4 separate regions of the Sus scrofa genome follow, and regions 1, 2 and 3 are each linked to region 4. Evidence: chromatin contacts called from public HiChIP or PLAC-seq data. All regions are on one chromosome and are shown on one strand. Each heading gives the region's core, a stretch centred on a gene start, on an enhancer-like site or on the middle of the called end of the contact. The rest is flanking DNA. Distances are from core to core; before and after follow the strand shown. Region 1 overlaps DAB2 (disabled homolog 2). Region 2 overlaps LOC106506472 (a long non-coding RNA gene). Region 3 overlaps DAB2 (disabled homolog 2). Region 4 has its middle 170 kb from the start of DAB2.

Evidence for each region. HiChIP or PLAC-seq counts read pairs in DNA pulled down with a chosen protein or histone mark.
Region 1: a contact with region 4 is called in an H3K27ac HiChIP or PLAC-seq map of alveolar macrophages. The contact joins two enhancer-like sites. A contact is called at or near these places in 1 of 47 Hi-C or Micro-C datasets (fibroblasts) and 1 of 2 datasets of contacts at active chromatin or transcription factors (alveolar macrophages).
Region 2: a contact with region 4 is called in an H3K27ac HiChIP or PLAC-seq map of alveolar macrophages. The contact joins two enhancer-like sites. A contact is called at or near these places in 1 of 47 Hi-C or Micro-C datasets (embryonic fibroblasts) and 1 of 2 datasets of contacts at active chromatin or transcription factors (alveolar macrophages).
Region 3: an H3K27ac HiChIP or PLAC-seq map of alveolar macrophages shows a contact between it and region 4. The contact joins two enhancer-like sites. A contact is called at or near these places in 1 of 47 Hi-C or Micro-C datasets (fibroblasts) and 1 of 2 datasets of contacts at active chromatin or transcription factors (alveolar macrophages).

What each region holds. Positions count from the first base shown.
Region 1 is chr16:24,638,405-24,643,994 of Sscrofa11.1, reverse strand. The region is part of intron 2 of DAB2 (disabled homolog 2); the gene reads left to right. Among named protein-coding and RNA genes, the nearest start is that of C9, 65 kb to the right of the region's middle. Within about 2 kb of position 1,329, at least 17 of the 83 cell types and tissues checked have an H3K27ac peak or open chromatin away from gene starts, as enhancers often do. A contact at or near this core is called in alveolar macrophages, where this site is marked.
Region 2 is chr16:25,372,120-25,377,365 of Sscrofa11.1, reverse strand. The region is part of intron 1 of LOC106506472 (a long non-coding RNA gene); the gene reads left to right. Among named protein-coding and RNA genes, the nearest start is that of PTGER4, 300 kb to the left of the region's middle. Within about 2 kb of position 1,730, at least 2 of the 83 cell types and tissues checked have an H3K27ac peak or open chromatin away from gene starts, as enhancers often do. A contact at or near this core is called in alveolar macrophages, where this site is marked.
Region 3 is chr16:24,619,406-24,624,589 of Sscrofa11.1, reverse strand. All of the region lies in intron 2 of DAB2 (disabled homolog 2), which reads left to right. Among named protein-coding and RNA genes, the nearest start is that of C9, 46 kb to the right of the region's middle. Within about 2 kb of position 3,154, at least 4 of the 83 cell types and tissues checked have an H3K27ac peak or open chromatin away from gene starts, as enhancers often do. A contact at or near this core is called in alveolar macrophages, where this site is marked.
Region 4 is chr16:24,942,992-24,947,831 of Sscrofa11.1, reverse strand. No RefSeq gene overlaps it. Among named protein-coding and RNA genes, the nearest start is that of DAB2, 170 kb to the right of the region's middle. Within about 2 kb of position 2,166, at least 3 of the 83 cell types and tissues checked have an H3K27ac peak or open chromatin away from gene starts, as enhancers often do. A contact at or near this core is called in alveolar macrophages, where this site is marked.

The sequences.
Region 1 (5,590 bases), core at 80-2,579, 300 kb after region 4:
CCTCCTAGAGCAGTCTCGTTTTTTTTCCTGTTGGTGATGAATAACTTCACTTCCCCTTCCCTTCCCACTCCCGGCCCTGTCTCTTCTTATCCAAATGGCTGCCTAAGAAATCAGTTCTTCTTAAGCTATACCCTTCTCCATTTTAATGTATGGCCAGAACAGGCAGATGGGAAGGGAACGTCTTCCAACTTTGAGCCTTGACACACTGGTCGTTGCCATTCTGATGATCTTGGACCCATCAGATCTTCTCCTGACGATGTGAGAGAGGGACAGGAGCATGGCACTTATTCAAAGCCTTGCCTCATTTGTTAAGGGCAGAATCCAGAGTCTGCATTTCCACTCAAAACTTTTTATAGTTGTGGATTCAACTAAAAGCCTAAATTCCTGTGCATTAGCTTACTTGTGTTGTCCAAGAGGTTGAATGGATTTCAGCCATCTTGTTTGGGTTGAAGGGAATTGCTTTTAAGATGCTCGTTGGCTTGAGGGGGTCCAGGGATCCCTGGAAGCTACTGACCAGCCAGTTGGGGTGATATTTATGGGCCTCCTCGGCCGCAGTTACCTGAAGATTTAGAAAGCAGGAAGGCAGAAGCTTTGGTCAGCAGGAGGCTTTGCGAAGACACAGGCTGTTAGTGGTACAGCCAGTATGCACTGCTTCATTTCTCCTTCTCCCCTCATATGTCTGTAAGCCTGTCCTTGCTACCACCAATATTTTTTACCAGAATAGCTTTGAAGGTTTCATGTGTTTCCCTTCCTCAGTCTCTCCTGACTTGAGGATTTAATTAATGCTTTTCTTGGAGACAAAAATAAGATGCTGAAAGATTTGAGAAGGGTGCCAAAGACAGAGCTCTCCAGGGTGTTAAGTTGCCCTAATGGCCAGTGGAAGGCTTGAAAGTGGACTGGTTGGGGAGGTTTTGATATTTGACCAAACGCATAAGGTGTTCTACCCTCCAGGCAGAACCAGAATGAGAACTCGACTGGCAGTATGAAACACCTGTGTAACAGGATGTGGTATTTGAAAATTCTTGAGCACTGCTGTGTAATTCTAAAGTCGAAGCTGTGCCACTGAACTGCACAGAGGTAGGCAGGAGTCACATTTAGTTGAAATAGCTGTAGTGTCAGATCTGTCGGCTTAAGGGAAACCTAACTCATGGTAATGTATCCTGCCTGGATTAGTCCTGTGACTCAGAAGGAAAGGAGGCCATCTAGTCCCCTTCTACAGAGGACATGCTAATTTCTGGTGAGGGGAACAAATGACGCTAAGTATGGACATAAGGGGCAAGCACACAGGCTGGCTTCCCCTTCCCACCTAGCACAGCTGAGTGGTGGGAGTGGTGGTTGAGAGTGTGGGTTCTGGAGCCCATTGCCTCAGTTCAAATCCCACAGACAGCACTGGTGCTCATGTGACCATGAGCAGATTGCATCATCTCTCTGTACTTAAGCTTTCTTATCTGGAAAGAATAATAATACCTACCCCCAAGGCTTATTGGGAAGACTGGTAATCTAATGTGCTTAGAATGCTTTATTTTATGTTTTGTTTTCATTTTGCTCCCTGAACCACTGAACCACTGAATTATGTACCTGGGTGAAAACTGACAGTGGAATAGGGAATTTCTTTGTCAAAGTTGGACCCCACCCGCCTACCTGAAAAATGTTAATCACTTAAGCACCTAATATTAACAAAGCCAGGGAGTTTGCTGGGCTTATGCGAAACGGACTGAGAGTTACTCTCTGTTCTCTGCCTGGCGCCTGCAGTTTAGTTTGGTCAAGCTGACCTCCTCTGGTCTCATTTAAGTCTTTCCCACCTCCCTCCCCCGCCCCCAGACTCTCTACAGAAAGGGAGCAATCCTTCCCCCTGAAGTCAGCATCATAGCAGAAGGAAGTGGGAAAGGAGGGACCACCCGGACTAAACTGAGGGCCTCGGCTAGAAATAAAAAGTCTGAGTCAGTAGAGCCCCATACTGTCCTTGCCCTCATAGCTGGGCAGGTTGCCATGGTTACTCCCCTTCCTGACTCTTTCTCCTACCTTGGAAGGAAGCCTGAGACTCCAGGGTAAGCAAAATCTGAACAAATTGCTTCCTGGTCTGAAAATGGAAGTTACTTTTTCATTAAGTGAGGTAGAATCTCCTCTCTACCCAGCTTATCCTTTTCCTCTTCTTCCCAACTTATTCTAATCCAAAATTTTACTCCAAATGTTCAAATTCTTGCTAATTCCTACATTGTTGCAATAGAGAAACAGTAGGGCTTATGAAGCTTCAGGAACATAAAAGCTATTGTCTCAATATAGAAGCAGCCTGGCAATGTTTCTCTGCTGCCATAACTTATAACTTAGCCCCTAAGCTAGCTAGCGGCAAGTGACCTTTAACTACTGTAAAATTTTGAGTGAACTGGGGGGTGGAATGGGGTGGTGCTGAGTGAGTGTCACCTGCAGGGACGTTACCAGGAGGCAGAATGCATGAGCGCTGTCACTTAGATTTTTAGGTAACGATGGAGAAAAAGGAGCAGGTAGATTAGGAAGTAAGAAGACTGGAAAAGCTGGGTTTGAAACGTTCTCCAGCCTGGAAGGGATTGGAGTGAGGGGTTTATGGCTTAATATTTTCTCTGGGTAAAAAGCTATCTTACTTCTCCTTAGCAATATGATGCAGACTTAGATCTTCATGTAACAGATGAACTGCCATAAGTTCTCATTTAACTGTTAAATTCATTCATTCTTTCAAGATGGGACACTTAGGAGTTCCTATTGTGACTCAGCAGTTAATGAACCTATTATCCACGAGGACTTGGGTTCGATTCCTGACCCCGCTCAGTAGGGTAAGGATCTGGTATTGCCGTGATCTATGGTGTAGGTCGAAGATGCGGCTCAGATCCCACGTTGCTGTGGCTGTGGTGTAGGCCTGCAGCTGTAGCTTCAACTTCACCCCTAGCCTGGGAACCTCCATATGCTGCGGGTATGGCCCTAAAAAGACAAAAAAAAAAAAAAAAAAAAAAAAAAAAATGGGACACTTAGTTAGCTAAATGTAGTTCATGACCAGAGAGAACTCAGCTAAGACTGGTTCTGGTTCTTAGAGTGTGGTCCCCAGACCAGCTACATCAGCATCACTTGGGAACTTGTTAGAAATGCAAATTCTCTGTTCCCATCCCAGATCCACTGAACCAAATATGAGTAGTAGGGCCCATCCAGCTGTATTTCAACAAGCCCTTCACATTAATGTTCATAATTCAGTTGTTCAGTGGAAAGCATAACAAAGTAACTGAATTCCTACAGCCATGAAAGTAATAAAGCAAAGCATTTAAACATAACTCAGTTTAACTGAATCTCAGAAAGATGAAAAAGCAGAGACCTTTACATTTTTCCTACTATCTTAAGTATTTCTTTCTCGATTCTTGGAAAATCAACCTCCTCCTTAGTTTCATATTATCAGCTTGTTTCCAATTTTTTTCCTTTCCTTTGGGTTTTTTAATTTTAATTTTTATTTTTTGGCCTCTCCTAGAGCATGTGGAAGTTCCCAGGCCAGGGATCAAATCTATGCCATGACAGAGCCACAACAGTGACAACACTAGATCCTTGGCCCAATGCACCACAAAAGAACTCCCATTTGAGAGTTTTTCAAAATATAATTAATTTGCATTTATTAGGAGACTATCCCAGTTACATCTTTAAAAAAAAAAAATTCTGCAAACTAGATCATTACCTTTGAACCAGATGGTTTTCTCTAACCTATAAAACTTTTTATTTTGTTTTTTCAAGCCATGCCAAAGTGCCCATGAAGGCCTCTCCTTAACGGTAAAGGAATCTACAGCACTTCATGTTTATGGTTTATGAAGCACTGTCCCATTCTCCCATTTGACTTTCACTTTAAATAACTTAAGGTAGAAGAGATATCTCCATTTCTTAACCCCAGTATGATCAGTAGATATCTGCTTGCCCAAGGTCGTATCTGTAAGTGGCAGAGCTAGGATTCAAGCATAAATCTTTAAGATTCAAATCTTGATATTTATCTGAGTATTTAGTAAATACCTAGTTGTGAAGTATGTTGCTAGGCTAGCAATGGCAGAAATCCCAGTGAGGAGATACCTAGAAGTAAGTCTACATTGTGTGAAGTAAAGAATGTAGACCGTGGGTCTGCTTTGGAATGACAGTACTGCCATTCCTCAGGCATGCTACTCAATGGCTCTGACCATTAGTCACCTTGCAGAACAGTCCTAAGAAAGACTGATGTTAATCAGAGACTAATGTTTAGCAGAGATCACACCTTAAACTGAAAGACACAAGGGTATGCCCTTAGAAGGAGAGAATTGGAATTCTGGCTTTGAAGAAGCAACATAGGTTAGTGGTGAAGAGCATGGACTTTGAACTACAAATAACTGTCCACAACCCAGCTTTGCTATTTAAGACGAGATATAACAGTTGAGCTTCATTTTCTCCATCAGTGAAATGAGTTGCCTCCAAATCGAAATTAAAGGAGAAGCCATAAAGAAATTACTTATAACTAAGCTAATGATGGAAAATGGTTTTGTTCTCATTGTCTGTGGTCTTTAGGCAAGCTAGACTCTAGAGGTGGACACATCTAGGCTGAAAATGAGAAGACCGTCTTTCTTACATACTGTGGAACCATTAAGTGTGCGAGTCAAGCAAGAAAATGTGGCAATGCTTCATAAACCAGTGCAAGCACTTAGATGTTACCTCTTAAGGTACCATTAAATCTCCTCTGGGCAGGACAATTGAGCCCCTGATGTCTAGAACTGATCCATACCCAAATAACTGGAAAGCGAAGAGTAACTTCATTGATGTAACCATGTTGGGTGTAGCTGCCCTCCTTGTTCTAAACATTTCACTCACATGACCTCACTTATTTTTCGTATTTTAAGTGTCCTATTAAGGGGCCAAGACCTGTTCTAATCTATAATATGTAATACAGATGCTAAAGTGTTTTGTGTTGCCGTTTAGTGTAGCAGAATTAAGCCAAATGCATTTAAATATTTGTCTGAGCGCTTGCATCGACCTATGAAGAATGCTGAACCATTCTGGTCTTGGGGCACAATGCTAATCCAGATGGGAAACAAATAACTTACTTCTGGATCAGAAGTTGGAATGGCACGCGTAGTAGGTGCTCAAATATCTTAAAGGAAAATGTCAGCCGTGCTTTACTACATCAGCGTTGGGTGGTGGTGGTGTTATTTGGTTTTGCTTGGAGTTTCTTTTTTCAATCTTTGCCTCTAAAGTCAAACATCTTAAAGAAAATCCCATTTTTGAAGTAGAAAACAACTACGTAACCACTGATAGAAGAGGCTCTTCCATCTATAGCTGTTGACAATAAGGAGATGGAATATTGATTTCTGCCCAGATCAAGGTTCAACTATAGCTGAAGCTTTTCAGAAACATTCATGTAGTTAAAGTGAAATGATAGTTTTATAATGTCCAGGCTGTCTTCTGAAGGATGTATTGATGCATAGATGCTTGCTTCACTGCCTAATAACTTGTTTTTGAGGTTTCTGACTTGTCTGGCTGGTCAAATTTTTCATTGGTTGTGACTGAAAGTTGGATGAAAGTATTTACCTAACACCTTCTAGGGAACACATAACCAGCAACAATT
Region 2 (5,246 bases), core at 481-2,980, 430 kb before region 4:
GCTCTCTGTGCCTCCCGCTTAGAATCAGGTGTTTTGACAGGTTGGGGCTCCTACCTTGTTGTGATGTTTGAATTAGTGCAGATCCAGTCCAGGAGCCAGTTCCTGAGCATCAAGTTATGCTTATTGTCAAGCAGCTTCCTGGAGCCTATATTTATAACATCGTGGAGCCTACACTTATAAAGTCTTGCACCCTGGATGAAAGCAGTTTTCTCAGCTTCCTCCTAGGGACAGTGAGGAGGGGAGGGAGGCAGAGGGAATACTTCCATGCCAGCACCTGGCTTCAAGCAGTGTGCCTGAATCCTTGCCCATGTCTGCTCTAAGATTTTAAGTCCTTACTCCTAGTCGCTGGAATCTTAGCTGCCCTGCCTGTTTCTAGACTCCAGACCCTGTAGCTTCTAGGCTTTAGCTGTATTCTCTGTTTTGCATTTTGGTACCTATTCCAGTCCATACCAGTGTTTAGTTTGGAAGCCTGGTTATATGTTTTGGATTTTCTCCTTTTAGATTTTTCAATTATTCTTTTGAAGGAAAACAGTGTGTCACACGATGAAGTTAATTCACCATCTTGGCCAGAGTTTTCAAGTTGACTTTGAGGTAGAAATTTAGGATGCTATTTGTGTTTGTCAGCTGTGTAATTAGTTAAACCATAATTGTCTTACCTGTAGGTCTTAGTCTGCTTGAGCTGCTCTAACAAAATAACCTAGACTGTGTGATTTAAACAATGAATGTCTATTTCTCACAATTCCTGAGTCTGGCAAGTCCAAGATCAAGGTGCTAGAAGATCCAATTCTTGGTGAGGGTCCTTTTCCTGGCCACCCTTTCTCTGTGTGCTCTCATGGCTACCTCTTTGTCCTAGCCCGGAGGGAGAGAGGGCTCTGGTGTCTCTTCCTCTTTTTATAAGGCAGAGTCCCATCGTGAGGGCGCGGCTTTCATGACCTCACTAAATCGAATCACCTCCCAAAGGGGTTAGGACTTTAACATATGACTTTTTTGTTGAGGGGCGGGCAAACATTAAGTCCATAACAGTAAGCTTTTACTACATTATTATTTCTCAGCTTCAGAACCATGGTTCAAGTGATTTCAATAGATATATTGCTTTTTATTTTTAAAATTTATTTATTTTCATTCAGTAGATTTCTTTCTTTTCTTTTCTTTTTCTTTTTGCTTTTTAGGGTCACATCTGCGGCATATGGAGGTTCCCAGGGCTAGGGGTGGAATCCGAACTGTAGCTGCTGGCCTACACCACAGCCAGATCCTTAACCCACTGAATGAGGCCAGGGATCGAACCTATGTCCTTATGGATCCTAGTCAGATTCATTTCCACTGCACCACAAAGGGAACTCCATATATTGCTTTTTAGACAGACTAAAGAGTTCCTGCAGACCTTATCAACTGAGGTGGCTTCAGAGCTGTCATATCAGAAGCAGAAAGAATCCAGCCCCAGGGCACAAGCTTCTACAACTTTGGCCGTTAGGTGAGTGATTCAGTTCAGTGCAGCTCCTTTCTATGATTTCAGTTAATGATAACAAGCACTGGGTGGAAGATGGCAGTGTTGTTCAGAGCAGTTAAGTCTCTTATTTGGGCACTTAACTGTATGAAGAGAAAAAACGAGTATAAATATTTCTCATTAACAGCAAAATCATGCCTTTGCCCTTATCAAGTGTGGCCAAATTATTCACACAAAGTTGAAAATGAGTCACACTAACATTCTTTGGGGTTTATGCCTTTTGTTCTTCCTGTTTAGAGAATGAAGAAGAGTTTAGAAATCTAATTACTCTGTTGCCAAGTGAAATGACAGAGATAATCCAGAGCAAGGGCTATTTCCTACAAACTCAGCCCCAAGATGGCAGTGGGAATCTAACTCCTGTTAGAGGATAGGACTTGTGCTGGGTTAAGAGGCGTTTCAAGGCTGTTTTTAGGAATCTTTTTTTTTTTAATTTTTATTGGGTATAGTTGATTTATAATGTTGTATTAGCTTCAGGTGTACAGCAAAGTAAATCGATTATACATGTGCACATAGGTTATTATAATACATTGAGTAGACCTTTCTGTGCTTTATATATCCTTGTTAGATATCTATTTTATAGGTATTAATGTGTATGTGTTAATCCCATCCTCCTAATTTATCCTCCTCACCACAGTTTCCCCTTTGTTAACTGTAAATTTCTTATAAATAAGTTCTTTAATAATCTTACCTTCTCAGAAAGAGGCAAAGAATCCTGTCTCTTTATCTGAGACTTTGAGAACACCAAAGAGTAAACATCAAGCTTTGTCTCTTAGAAGCTATATTCAGGAATAAAGGTATGCACCTGTCTATCAATCTATCAACCTATCTATCATCTCAGTCAAGAGTAATTAAATACCTGTTTCCCTATTAGAGTCTCTGCAGTATATTGTTTTACTTTTTTTTCTAGTAACTCATTAAATTAGGAGACCTGCATCTTAGCCTGTTTCACTTCTAGTTTAATTGTTTACTCAGTGATTCTGTGGAATCTAGAGACATTTTTTGATAATATTTTAAAAAAAATGGCTCTTGCTAGACTCTAATTGCCATTCTTCCACTGTTTGGAAGTTGTGAGCAAGTAGACATAGTGTTAATTTACTTATTATTATTATTTTTTTTGTCTTTTTAGAGCCATACTGGTGGCATATGGAGGTTCTCAGGCTAGGGGTTGAATCAGAGCTGTAGCGCCGACCTACACCACAGCCACAGCAATGTAGGATCTAAACTGCATCTGCAACCTACTCCACAGCTCACAGCAATACCAGATCCTTAACCCACTGAACAAGGCCAGGGTTTGAACCCGCCCTCATGGATATTAGTTGGGTTCATTACCATTGAGCCACAATGGGAACTCCTTGGTTGATTATTTATTTTGAAAAATATATTGTGCTCATACTACATATCAAAAATATGTACCAAGGTCAGGGCAGAGAAATGAACAAGAAAGATAGTCCCTTCTTTCAATGAGCTTTAAGTCCAGTTATAATTATATATCTATTAATCCACATTTATTAAGTACATATAACTTTAATCTCTTTCGTATTTTGAAATGAGACTATTTTATTCCAAAAGAACAGGAAACCTTCAAAATACACCACATGCAGATGGAATTAGTTGTAATGGATGCATTAGGATTTGAGCAGTAATGTCCATGGAGGTGATCAGTTGCAGCAAGAAACTGTGGCATTCAAAGAGAGAGAGATGAAGATACAGAACAATACTCAATAATCTGAAATTCACTTGCATTTATCTTTGGAATGCATATGGCATTTTTTTAAAAGTCATGATTTGTTATCATTAGAGATGTATGCTTTGATTCATTGATTCTTATTATTTTTTCACCCATTATTTTGATTAGACCACATGTGTACCTTCTGAAAGTCCATGGTGAGTACCAGGGAAATTGGCCTTAAACTCAAAAGATGAAAAAAATTAATTTTTTTGGGGGGGGCAAGGTGGTAGAATTCTGTCACTATCTCACCACATGAGTGAATTATGGGGTTGCATATTTAACCCACCAGTCTTGGTGCCATGCCCTTGGTCCTTCCTAACTGAAACTTCTTTGCTGATAGTTCAAAAGGCAGGTCTAGGCATACCAGGGACTACGTAGTCTTCCCCACCCAACTTCAGAGACTGACTGCCTAATGACCAATTTTGTGGTGTGAAAAGATGTATAGGCTAATCTGACCTTGTCTTGTTTGGACCAAATGAGGAAATGCAGAGAGAAGTGGAAACATATCAAAGGACATATATGGAGAATTACATGTATTTGAGGTCATGTGTCAGGATCAGGCTGGAGTTAGAAGAAAAAATATAAAGTACCAAAGGTACAGTAACATAAGAAAATATATGAAGGTGAAAAAAAGAATCAAGAAAGTGGTGATGAGATAGAAAAGGGCAAGCAGAGATATTAGTGACATATTATTACAGGCTATCCAGAAAGTCTGAAAACAGAACATATTATTTCAACATGCATTAAGTGGTGCATGGCAAAATTAATAAGCCACTAATTATGTAGTTGGCTATTTTTATAGACTTTAGTATCTAGGTGGAGATTCCATCGCATGGCTCTACCATGGACTCCTTTCTAGTTGTTTAACTTTTCCTAGATTCCTGTACATTTGTATTCATATAGCACATACTTGCTGTTGCCGACACTGCTTTACTATCCGGGGTAACTAAAGTGAGTCTCCTTTTCTTTGCAACCAGAAAATGCTAATTGGGCCAAACTCTTTGAGGGTAGAACCCATTTCCTAACATGGATTTCTACACTCTCGTTGGGTTTTCTTTGGCCTTCCTTTTCTTGTGATCTGTGAAATAATTTAGCTTCTGGAATTTTGTAAAAGTTACATTTTCTTAATGCTGGATATTGATTAGTGCTCTTTTTTCTGTGTAAATATTTACACCGCATTATAAACTGCAGCGTTTGATTTAAGCCATCAATTTGTATGTGCAGCACAGAAAACAAACTATTCAGTTTACTTCTAATAATAACTCTAATATCACGCTTGCCAAAACCTCCATTAAAGACATATGCCTTGACTCATTGATTCCAATGATAGGGAAAAGCACCATTTCCCAGCAGCTGGAGACTTGATGTTGCTTTTGACGGGGGGAAAAAAAAGGATCCTACCAAAATATTTATGTAGCTTGAAAACTCTAGGAAGCCCTCAGTAGCAAGCAGGATTCTAGGATCCTTAGTACAACAGGATTGGGAGTTCTTCAAAGTGTGGAAGCTGGCTCATCATAAGAACATAGTACAGATGGATGAAACCAGTAACGTGGAATAAAAGTTAACTTTTGAAAAGTAAATTTGGGCAAGAGGGGCGTGAAGAACGGAAGCAAAAATAAAACAAGTCTGTTATTGAGAAGGATGTTATTTATACTCAAACTTTATACTCTGATTCTCAGTAGCCCTGGTAAGAGGGAAACGAAGTCATTGTCTGACAATGCTAGCATATTCAAATTTTCAAATCTGTCTCCTCATTCCATCTCTTTGCCTCTGTATTCACTTATGACTGTTATTTCTCAACTGGATTATTTAACAGTCTTCTAAATCACCTCTAATTATGGTTTCATATGGCTCTAGAGTGATCTTTCTAAAATGCCAGTTTTCCCCTCTGCTCACAATCTTTCAGTATTTCCCTTAAGTCTTCAACAAGAAGTATGGCAGACAATATTCTAAATGACCCAGGCTTTGCTTACCTGCCCAGACATAATTTGACATTCTCATATAAAATTCTCT
Region 3 (5,184 bases), core at 1,905-4,404, 320 kb after region 4:
AAAAAGTGTGACCAAATCATTCCCTAGGTTTCTTCCAGCTCAATAGTCTAACCCACTTGGTATTTCTTTAAGGGGACAAAGGATTGTGGAAGTTAGTCTATTGAACCTCAGACTTCTCAGTGCATTAGAATCATCTGGGAGGAGTTCCTGTTATGGCTCAGCGGAATGGAAACTGACTAGTGTCTATAAAGATACAGGTTCTATCCCTGGTCCCGCTCAGTGGGTTAAGGATCGGATGTTGCCATGAGCTGTGGTGTAGGTCACACATATGGCTTGGATCCTGCATTGCTGTGGCTGTGGCGCAGGCCAGCAGCTATAGCTCCAGTTCTACCCCTAGCCTGGGAACTTCCATATGCCACAGGTGTGGCCCTAAAAAAGCAAAAAAAAAAAAAAAAAAATCATCTTGGAATCTTTAAAATATATTGGTGCCTGCATCTTTTCCTCCAGGGATTCTGACTTAATCAATGTGGGTGTGGCAGGGACATTGATGTTTTAAGAGCTCCCCATAAAAGTTCCTCAGGGGGTGTAAGGTAGACCTTCTAGATTGCCAAGTGGGAATGATGTGGGCTTGGATTTGACTCAAGATTCACTAAAACAGGCCTCTCTGTGTAACTTAGAGTAAACTTTGTTCCCACAGTCCTCTTCCTGTCAGAACCTACCTTCTATAGCCACAAAAGCTGGACAGAAAGTGGCTCTAACCTTGACAAATTTTCACCTGGGCCTTACTTATTAAAGCACCACATCCCTCCGTGTTTCTGTTTACTCATTGGTCCCACTTGTTCTAAAGCTGTTTAAACACTTGCTATGGAAAAGCAATGTTAGCTACATTACAAGACTGCATACATGACACATAGCGTCCATGAAACCTAGCCTTGATTTAACCATAACTACCATTGGTTGAGCATTTTCTAAATGCGAGGCACTGAGGCCTCTACCTAAGTTCTCATTGTTGATTTCCTCTAACAACTATGCAAACTATATTCCCATTTTGCAGGTGAGAGAAATGAATATTAGGTGAGTTGCCTCAAGCTACAGAGCTAGAAAGTAGTGACAATGTGTAAGACTTCCAAGCCTTAACGCTGAGCTGCTGTACTATCTCATCTCTACCCAAAATTAACTGTATGGTGGGAGTTCCCTTTGTGGCACAGTAGTTAACGAGCCTGACTAGGATCCATGAGGATGAGGGTTTGATCCGTGGCCTCACTCAGTGGGTTAAGGATCCTGCATTGCCATGAGCTGTGGTGTAGGTCCGATCCTGCATGGCTGTGGCCGTGGCATAGGCCAGCAGCTGTAGCTCCGATTTGACCCCAGCTTAGGAACCTTCATATGCCACAGGTGTGGCCCTAAAAAAAAAAAAAAAAAAAGAAAGAAAGAAAGAAAAGAAAAACAGTTAACTATATGGGGAATTCTTAACTCTGGTCTGACTTGGTTCCAAACATAGGGGAAAGTTTTCTGGTTCAGAGCTTTACAGGTCCTGTAAGTCCTGTAGCATCCTTCCCAGGGGTTAAAAGCAATGGTATGTGCTCTCTGTAAATGCATAACTAGGGTATACCTCCTTGAACCAGGCATGTTTTGTTCCTGAGGCCCCTACGGCAGTGTCAGCATTTATAAGAAAATCTCCTAAGGACTTCTTTTCAGTGTGTATTAACATAGCCTCATTTCCCCAGTTAAATAGGTGGCAAAAATCTTACTGTCTACTCAGCTTGGCCTTTGCAAATAGAATAAGCCTTTGTAAAAAGTATAGGCATTTGAGCTAAGGAATTTAGGCTTTACATCAAATATCAGAAATTTGGCTGCATCATTTCTGGAAGCATCCCTTTTTCTCAAAAGGCTACTTTAAAGATAGTGGTGAAGGCTGTTTGCTGCCCTCTTGGACCCCAGGAGCTGCCTTAGAGGTTAATATTTCACATGTCCTAGTTCAGTACCCCAGCTGAGACAGGCATAAAGTTCCAAAGGACAAAGAAACACATTTCTGACCCATACAAAATGCTGGACACTTTAGCAAGGATATGTTGCTTTGTTCTGGATTCTCCTTAATTTCCTTTCCTGTGTTCAGTTTATGTAGTGCTTTCTGAAAAGCTAACTAGTATTTTTTTTAATTTAATGTATCTAATTATTTATTAAATTCTTTTAGGGCCGCACCCATGGCATATAGAGATTCTCAGGCTGGGGGTCGAATTGGAGCTACAGCCGATGGCCTACCCCACAGCCACAGCAATGCCAGATCCAAGCCACATCGGCGGCCTACACCACCTCTCACGGCAGCGCTGGATCCTTAACCCACTGAGTGAGGCCAGGGATCAAACCTGCGTCCTCATGGGTATTTGTCAGATTCGTTTCCACTGAGCCATGACAGGAACTCCACTAACTAGTATTTTAAAATCAGTAAGATTATGACTTTGAAAGTGGTTTATAAAATACAGGTTAAAATCACTGATATTAGGAAGGTCTCTTGTGGCATATAGGGTTAAGGATCGGGCAGAGTCACTGCAGCAGCTGGGGTCATTGCTATGGCGAGCGTTCGATCCCTGGCCCCCCAGGAATTGAACACATGCTTCAGACTTGGCCAAAAAAAAAAAAAAAAAAAAAACAATGGAATTAAAAAAAAAAAGAGCAGCAGCATATATAGTTGGAAAGGGAACACAGATCATGTTCAATAAACGCAGTGGCTTATTAGTGATTGATCTTGTGTTCCTGAGTACATTTTAATATTCATAAAATAGAGACACATTTATGTCATAGAACTTCCAGGATAAGCGTTTTAAGGGCTTGGTAGGTTAGGTGTTTGTCCCATTCCCCTTAACATTCCCCATCTGTGGAAGGGGGTTACAGTTAAAATGTTCTTAACATGAATGATTCCTTTTACCAGCTTTGAGACTGATCAAGAAAATCCCCCTCTGCTCAGCAAAACAGGGTAAAATAATAGACTGGGAGGGAGGTGGTAAACTCGTCATGGTATTGCTTTAGACCCCTGTAATCATTAATTCATATCATTGCTGATGTCAGTACTTTCCTACTGATGGAAGAGGTAAGTAGGAATAGGATGCACCAGCAAAATTTGTCCCTATGAAAATGTGTCCCTATTCTGAGTATTCCTGGATTTTAGTCCCTGCATGAATCACTTTAAGGGCTAAATAAACTACAGCACAGATTGTTTTCTACTGCAAAGGACATAGTCATCCTAAAATGACTCACAGTCTTCTGGTATACATTTCTCAGAGCCTTCTGAGAAACCAAAAAAAAAAAAAAAGTTGCAAAATCTCTCCTGGTCATCTGATTCTTGTGCCATGGAAAGGGGACATCATCCCCACATTCTTCCAGAGAGGTTGGTATTGAGTCCAAAATCCACGTTATGTATCTTCACTCAAATGAAGGTAATTTCATCGACTCAGCCTAGTTTCATCTACAACTTTCTATTGTATAATGGACTGTAAAAAGGAGTCAAGACTATACAATAATGTTCGATCCTCATCTGTTTCCAGATGTGTATTCTTATTTCTTTTCCAGCTTCCAAAGAAGGAAACAGCCCATTCCTAAAAGTAGAAAAACTAACCAGCTAGGTTTAGAGGGGAAGCTGCTCATGTGGCTTTTTGTATGGGTTTTTGAATGTTAATTAGTAATTCCTCTTTTATGATAACACCCCTTGTGTGTTTCCTGATTAATTTTTGGTCCTTGGTCCGAAGAGTCCCTGGACTAAACCCAGTAAATGAAAAAGACTATACTGGCTGGTTGTCCTGCACCCACTTGTTCCCCTTTATATGTATATATTTAAAACAAAACAAAACAAAAAACACCTTTTACCTTACTAAAGCTCTAAAACAGATCCCAGAGTTCCCGTTGTGGAGCAGTGGAAATGAACCCGACTAGGAACCATGAGGTTGCGGGTTCGATCCCTGGCCTCGCTCAGTGGGTTTAAGAATCCAGTGTTGCCATGAGCTATGGTGTAGGTCTCAGACACGGCTCGGATCCTGTGCTGCTGTGGCTGTAGTGTAGGCCGGCAGCTGCAGCTCCAATTAGACACCTAGTCTGGGAACCTCCATATCCCATGGGTGTGGCCCTAAAAAGACAAAAAATAAATAAAATAAAATAAATAAAATTAAATAAAATAAAACAGATCCCATATCTTGATGCAAACTAGACTTTCTTCGGTGATTCCCTAGTTTAAGAAAGCAGTCACAGAAAAGAGTAGGCATCTTTGGGTCCCCATGTCCTCTTTTCAGCCCAAAGTCTTTCCAAAAAATCAGCTCATTATAAAAGCTGCTAAAGATTTTGTGAGCTAGTTGACAATTCTGTAGCATTGTTGGAAGCATTATGCATTTGAATTTTAAACGTATTTAAGTTGATCATTCCAACAGAGGGACATAAGTCTGAAAGCAAGACTTCTTCTGTCCACCACATGTCAAATGATAACTGGGGCATTTGGGGATTCTGTGATGAGGGGTTTTCTCTTTAAACCTGGAGAAAAAGGTGAATGTATATCACTCTGGCACACGTGTAACTGGAGGTACACTTTTGTTAAAATTTTTCAATAAACTTTCAACATTCCTTTATAAAGGGATTTATCTTTTGAGTCTTGGAGCCTATGGGGAGAATCTACCTTCCAGTCATTTCAGGGAACTTAGATACCTTTTAGATTGTATGGCCTGTGATGAAGACCAGCCCTTGATTATTATAACCCAACCTATGCCTCCCTTTTCTTCAAGGAATATGCTAAAATACTAAAGGAACCTTTTCTCCCTATTTTTTTTTCTCCCTTGCCCCTTGTAACTGCTCACCCCAAACAGTGAAAGGATATAAAGGATACCACATACCTTAAAACAATTCCATTGCTGCTACATGTTTTGGACACCTAGTGTCCAAAAAGAGAATTTTTGGAGTTCCCACTGTGACGCAACAGAAATGTATCTGACTAGGAACCATGAGGTTGCAGGTTCGACCCCTGGCATCGCTCAATGGGTTAAGGATCTGGTGTTTCCGTGAGCTGTGGTGTAGGTCACAGAAGTGGCTTGGATCCTGCATTGCTGTGGCTGTGGCATAGGCTGGCACCTGTAGCTCCGATTTCACCCCTAGCCTGGGAACCTCCATATGCCACGAGTGCGGTCCTAAAAAGCAAAATAAATAAATAAAATAAAAAGAAGTTTTCTGGAGTTCCTGTCGTGACTCAGTGGTTAACGAATCCAACTA
Region 4 (4,840 bases), core at 917-3,416:
TTTGCCTATCTTGCGCTCATTTTCCTTCAGCATTTTAAAACATTTTGTAAATTTACCATCTTAACCATTTTGTGTGTGTGTATTTTTTTTTTTTTTTAGAGCTGCATCTGCAAATATGGAAGTTCCCAGGCTAGGGGTTGAATCAGAGCTGCAGCTGCTGGCCTATGCCATAGCCACAGCAATGTCAGATCTGAGCTAAGTCTGAGATCTAGGCCACAGTTTGTGGCAACACTGGATCCTTAACCCACTGAGCGAGGCCAGGGATCGAACCCACATGCTTGTGGATACTAGTAGGTTTGTAACCTGCTGAGCCATGATGGGAACTCCTTAACCATTTTAAAAATGCACATTTGTACAATCAATCTCCAGAACTCTTTTCATCTTGCAAAACTGGATTTTGCCTGTTTTGAATCCATCATATTTTCAGGTACTCTAAAAGAATTACCAAAAAAATAATAATAATTAAGAAAGAAAGAAAAAAAGAAATAGGTCTTGAATAATTTGTGTGTATATAGAAATGTATGAAAATCAAAAGCCTTTCGTATGATCTAATATGATAAATCTGACTGAAAATAATAGCTTAAAAAATTCCTGCTTCTAAATTTCTTTCTGTAATATCATTTACTTTGTAATTCCCTATTCAGATGCACAGTTTATTGTGAAGCTTTTGATAACTTAGCACTGGCCTACAACACAAGCAGGTCTGAAGCAGCTTGAGACTACATCCAGAATCATCTAACTCTAATTTACAGCCAATATTATGATTTAGAAGTGTGATAAGTTATCAGCTGCCACATCAATAATTCCAATTTGCTGCTTTTAGAATTATAGCAGCATAAATAAGAAACCAACAATGCTGATTGCATCATTCTACCGAGCATTCAACACAAGTGACAGAATACTACTCAAAGACATAGGAAAGCATATGCTATAGCTGAAGCTCCTCAGTATTTCCTACAAACTGAACCAATTTCCACTTTTTTTAAACTAGAGTCAAATAAGTAGCTATCATACTCTTATAAACATCTTGAGAAATGATTGCAATTTAGTCTATTATTATCTACCCTTATTCCAGTTCATTTTTTCATTGTTCAAAAATGCTTAAATTTACATCTCAGCAACCTCAACAATTTGTCTACTTTTCCAAATGGCTTGTGAGATAGCAATCAAATTCCAACATATAAAGATGAACAAAATTTGTGTATACGCTTGAAATAATTTCTATACTCTTAAATTTGTTGAGGTTAGTTTCATGTCCCAGTGTGTGGTCAATCCTAGAGAATGTTCCATGTACACTTGAATGTATATTCTGATTTTCTTTTTGGATGTAATGTATATGACAGGGAGAGTTACTCAATAAACTAAGTTAAAAGTAAAATCTCATTTGTATCATTAATTTGCTAGATGAATTTACTCATAATCTAGACTATATTCAGCAAATATTTACCATAAGGCTGTATTGGTTGGCTACAATTGGTATCTTTATTAGATGGCTGTGCTGCACATTCTGATTGGTCTCTGACTATGTCATTCTGTTTTTGTTTTTGTTTTTTTTTTAATCACTTAGAATCTCACTACTGCTGATAATGTATAACTAACTTCTCAATACCCCTGTTCTCATCTCTAAGTTACTTAGCGCAGTAGTTAGTAGTGAGTAATTATTTGCCTGTTTGATTGTTTGATTTTCTATTTCAGGAATTCACAAGTTAGAGGTCTTTACCCTCATCACCATAGAACCTATCCTCCTCCATAGATCTGAAGACATTAATGAAATCAAATGTAGCTACTTCCTTCAATAGGTAGGGACCCCTTTTATATCATGGTGTTAAAAAAAAAACTTGAAAATTCTATTTATTTTATAATATTAAGTTTGTCAAGATCTGTCCCCGAAATGGTTTATTTCAAGTTTCATTTTCAGCAATCCAAGCTTTCACTAGCTGAGAATGCTCCAGGATTTCAGAGGATAGAACTTCTTACTTCATTTGAGTTGCTTAAGTCAGATATTTCTTTTAATGTGACAGGGTTGCCACTTTTTGTCCTGTCTGAAAGACCTTTCCCTGAATTTCATTGTGTTTCAAAATCATCTTCAAACAGACAACCACAGACATTTGCAATTTCTGGCGTTCAAAAGCTTTCTTCACATTTAGGCACTAGAAAGTTATTACATTCCAACTCATTTCCAGTTCCCAGGCTTACTGAATTACTGACTCATGCTGACTCATAGATGGGTCTTATCCCTGGATGCTTCTTATTTATAACCTGAACTAAATTCTCAAGTAATTTCTTTAAAATGTTTTTAAGAAAATAAAACACAAAGAGAAAAAGCTACTGTTTGCAGCTTCGATTGATATTTTGAGTTTTATGCCTCATTTACTGGAAATATCTCAAGTGAGGCTGAAAAATGCCATGATATAAATGTCATATATTAAAAAATTCCCCTGAACTATTATAATACCATTTGAAATTTATATAGTAAAATATTTCCTATACATTACTTCATCTAAACCATATAATAGCCCTGTTTTGCATGTAGAATATACTTCTGCTATCATAAGACCTAGCTCTAAGTTTCTATTCTTGGACATCATTCCACAGTTGTGACCACTCTAACCATTTTCTAGTGTCAGAAACTGCCTGACCAAAGTGCCTATTTACCTCTATCTATGAATTTGAATGGACCCACATTCTGAGATCTGCTACGACCCAAAGCCAAAAAAACATGTAGGTACCTCCTGTCTAACCAGGTGTGTGGCTCAGTACTAACAATGACCCTGGTTGTAGCTGGGGGTCAGCAGGAACTATTGTAAGACTCCCCCCACCCCCTCATTTCTAGTCCCTGGTACTCAGATCCTTACTTGGGCCATTTTGACCATCCTGCTAATTCCATGGCTCTGCTGCCTAAATTGCCAATTCAATCTCTGACCCTTGGCATAAATAAATAAATAAATAAATAAAAGGGGGGGTTGCTTTCTTAGGAAACTAAGAAAGTGGACAAGACTGTAAGGTTTCTCTGGACCAGTCTCCACATTCTCAGCTGAATTTCTTCTTTACCAATGGGTTCAGCAAATGAGAAAGTTTTTCCATGTTGATATGTTCTTTGTGGTGCTGGTGTTCTCAAAAATAGACTCGTGCATGGACACATCAGAGAATTAAGAATTAAACATTAAATTTTAGATATTGTGAACCCTAAGCAGAAACGCAACATTGAGCTGTGGAAATATGGAATGAGTACTTTAGCAAAGACTTTCCTGTTTCTTGTGGTATGCACTCATTAGCCAATATGAACAATCAGGGAAGACCGATGACCAAATGATCATTCCTCAGACCTCATGTATTTTAATGTATCAGCAGTATTTGACACAGCTGCTTGCTATCATCCATCTCCTGGATTATTGCAATAGTCTTCTAACTGGTGTCTCTATTTCAAGTATACTGGTTGATCTAATAAAATTGCACAGTAATTATATAGAATCTTTCCAAGGGCTAGAGATTGAATTGATGATTAAGAAGCAGGGCAAATTAATCAGGCAATGAAATTAGCAGGAAGGTAGAAAGGGCCTCATGTAAGGATCTGAGTACTAGAAACTAGGAACAAACGCTGAATAGTAACCTCTGCTCATTGGCAGCAGGATGATTGCTACCAGTAAACATATAAATACCTCTTATCTACTTATTATTCTAAATCTTCTTTCATGGAGCCTGTAAAATATCAGCAATTAATCAAATTATTTAGAAAGACAGGGACCCACAAAAATTTTTTGCCGTATGACCAATGGTTGACCCTGACTGAAATTCTGCATCAGTCCATAAAATAGGACATTTTAAAATAACTTTTCTGCCCAGAGTGGACCTTTTGGCAGGCTCTCTACTGCTGGCACCTGCCCTGATGCTGGGTACACCACTATCTCAGATGCTATGCACCTGCTGTTCTTTTCTTTCTTTCTTTTTCTTTCTTTCTTTCTTTTTCTTTCTTTCTTTCTTTTTCTTTCTTTCTTTTTCTTTCTTTCTTTCTTTTTCTTTCTTCCTTCCTTCCTTCCTTCCTTCCTTCCTTCCTTCCTTCCTTCCTTCCTTCCTTCCTTCCTTCTTTCTTTCTTTCTTTCTTTCTTTCTTTCTTTCTTTCTTTCTTTCTTTCTTTCTTTCTTTCTTTCTTTCTTTCTTTCTTTCTTTCTTTCTTTCTTTCTTTCTTTCTTTCTGGTGGAGATGCCAGGGAATGAATGCACCTGCTGTTCTTAGGCAACCCTTGCACTAAGCATGGACAGATGTCTCATCTTCTTCAGATCTTACTCAAATGTCAACTCTTCAGCAAAAGTTCTCCCCCACTGTCCTATTTACTAAAACTACTATTTCCATTCTCTTCATCATTGTTCCTGATCACCATTTTAAGTATTTACTTGCTTCTCTATTGTTTGTGTCTCCCTACCAGCCTATATATAAGGATTTTTATCAGTTTATTCACTGCTCTGTCCTCAGTTATTAAAGAATATATTTGCTGAGTGAACAATGGAATGTTCATGGGTGAATGAATTATGACTGGACTTCACTTTGAAGTATTTATTCAACTCCACACCCTTCAAAAATTCCCATGTATAAAACCCAATGTACAAATTGATTTCTTTCTAAAAATATATCAGAAGTTCCAGTCATGGTGCAGCAGTTAACAAATCCAACTAGGAACCATTAGGTTGCGGTTTCGATCCCTGGCCTAGCTCAGTGGGTTAAGGATCCAGCGTTGCCATGAGCTGTGGTATAGGTTGCGGACACAGCTTGGATCTGGCTTTGCTGTGGCTGTGGCACGGGCCCACAGCTCTAGCTCCTATTAAACCCCTAGCCTGAGAACCTC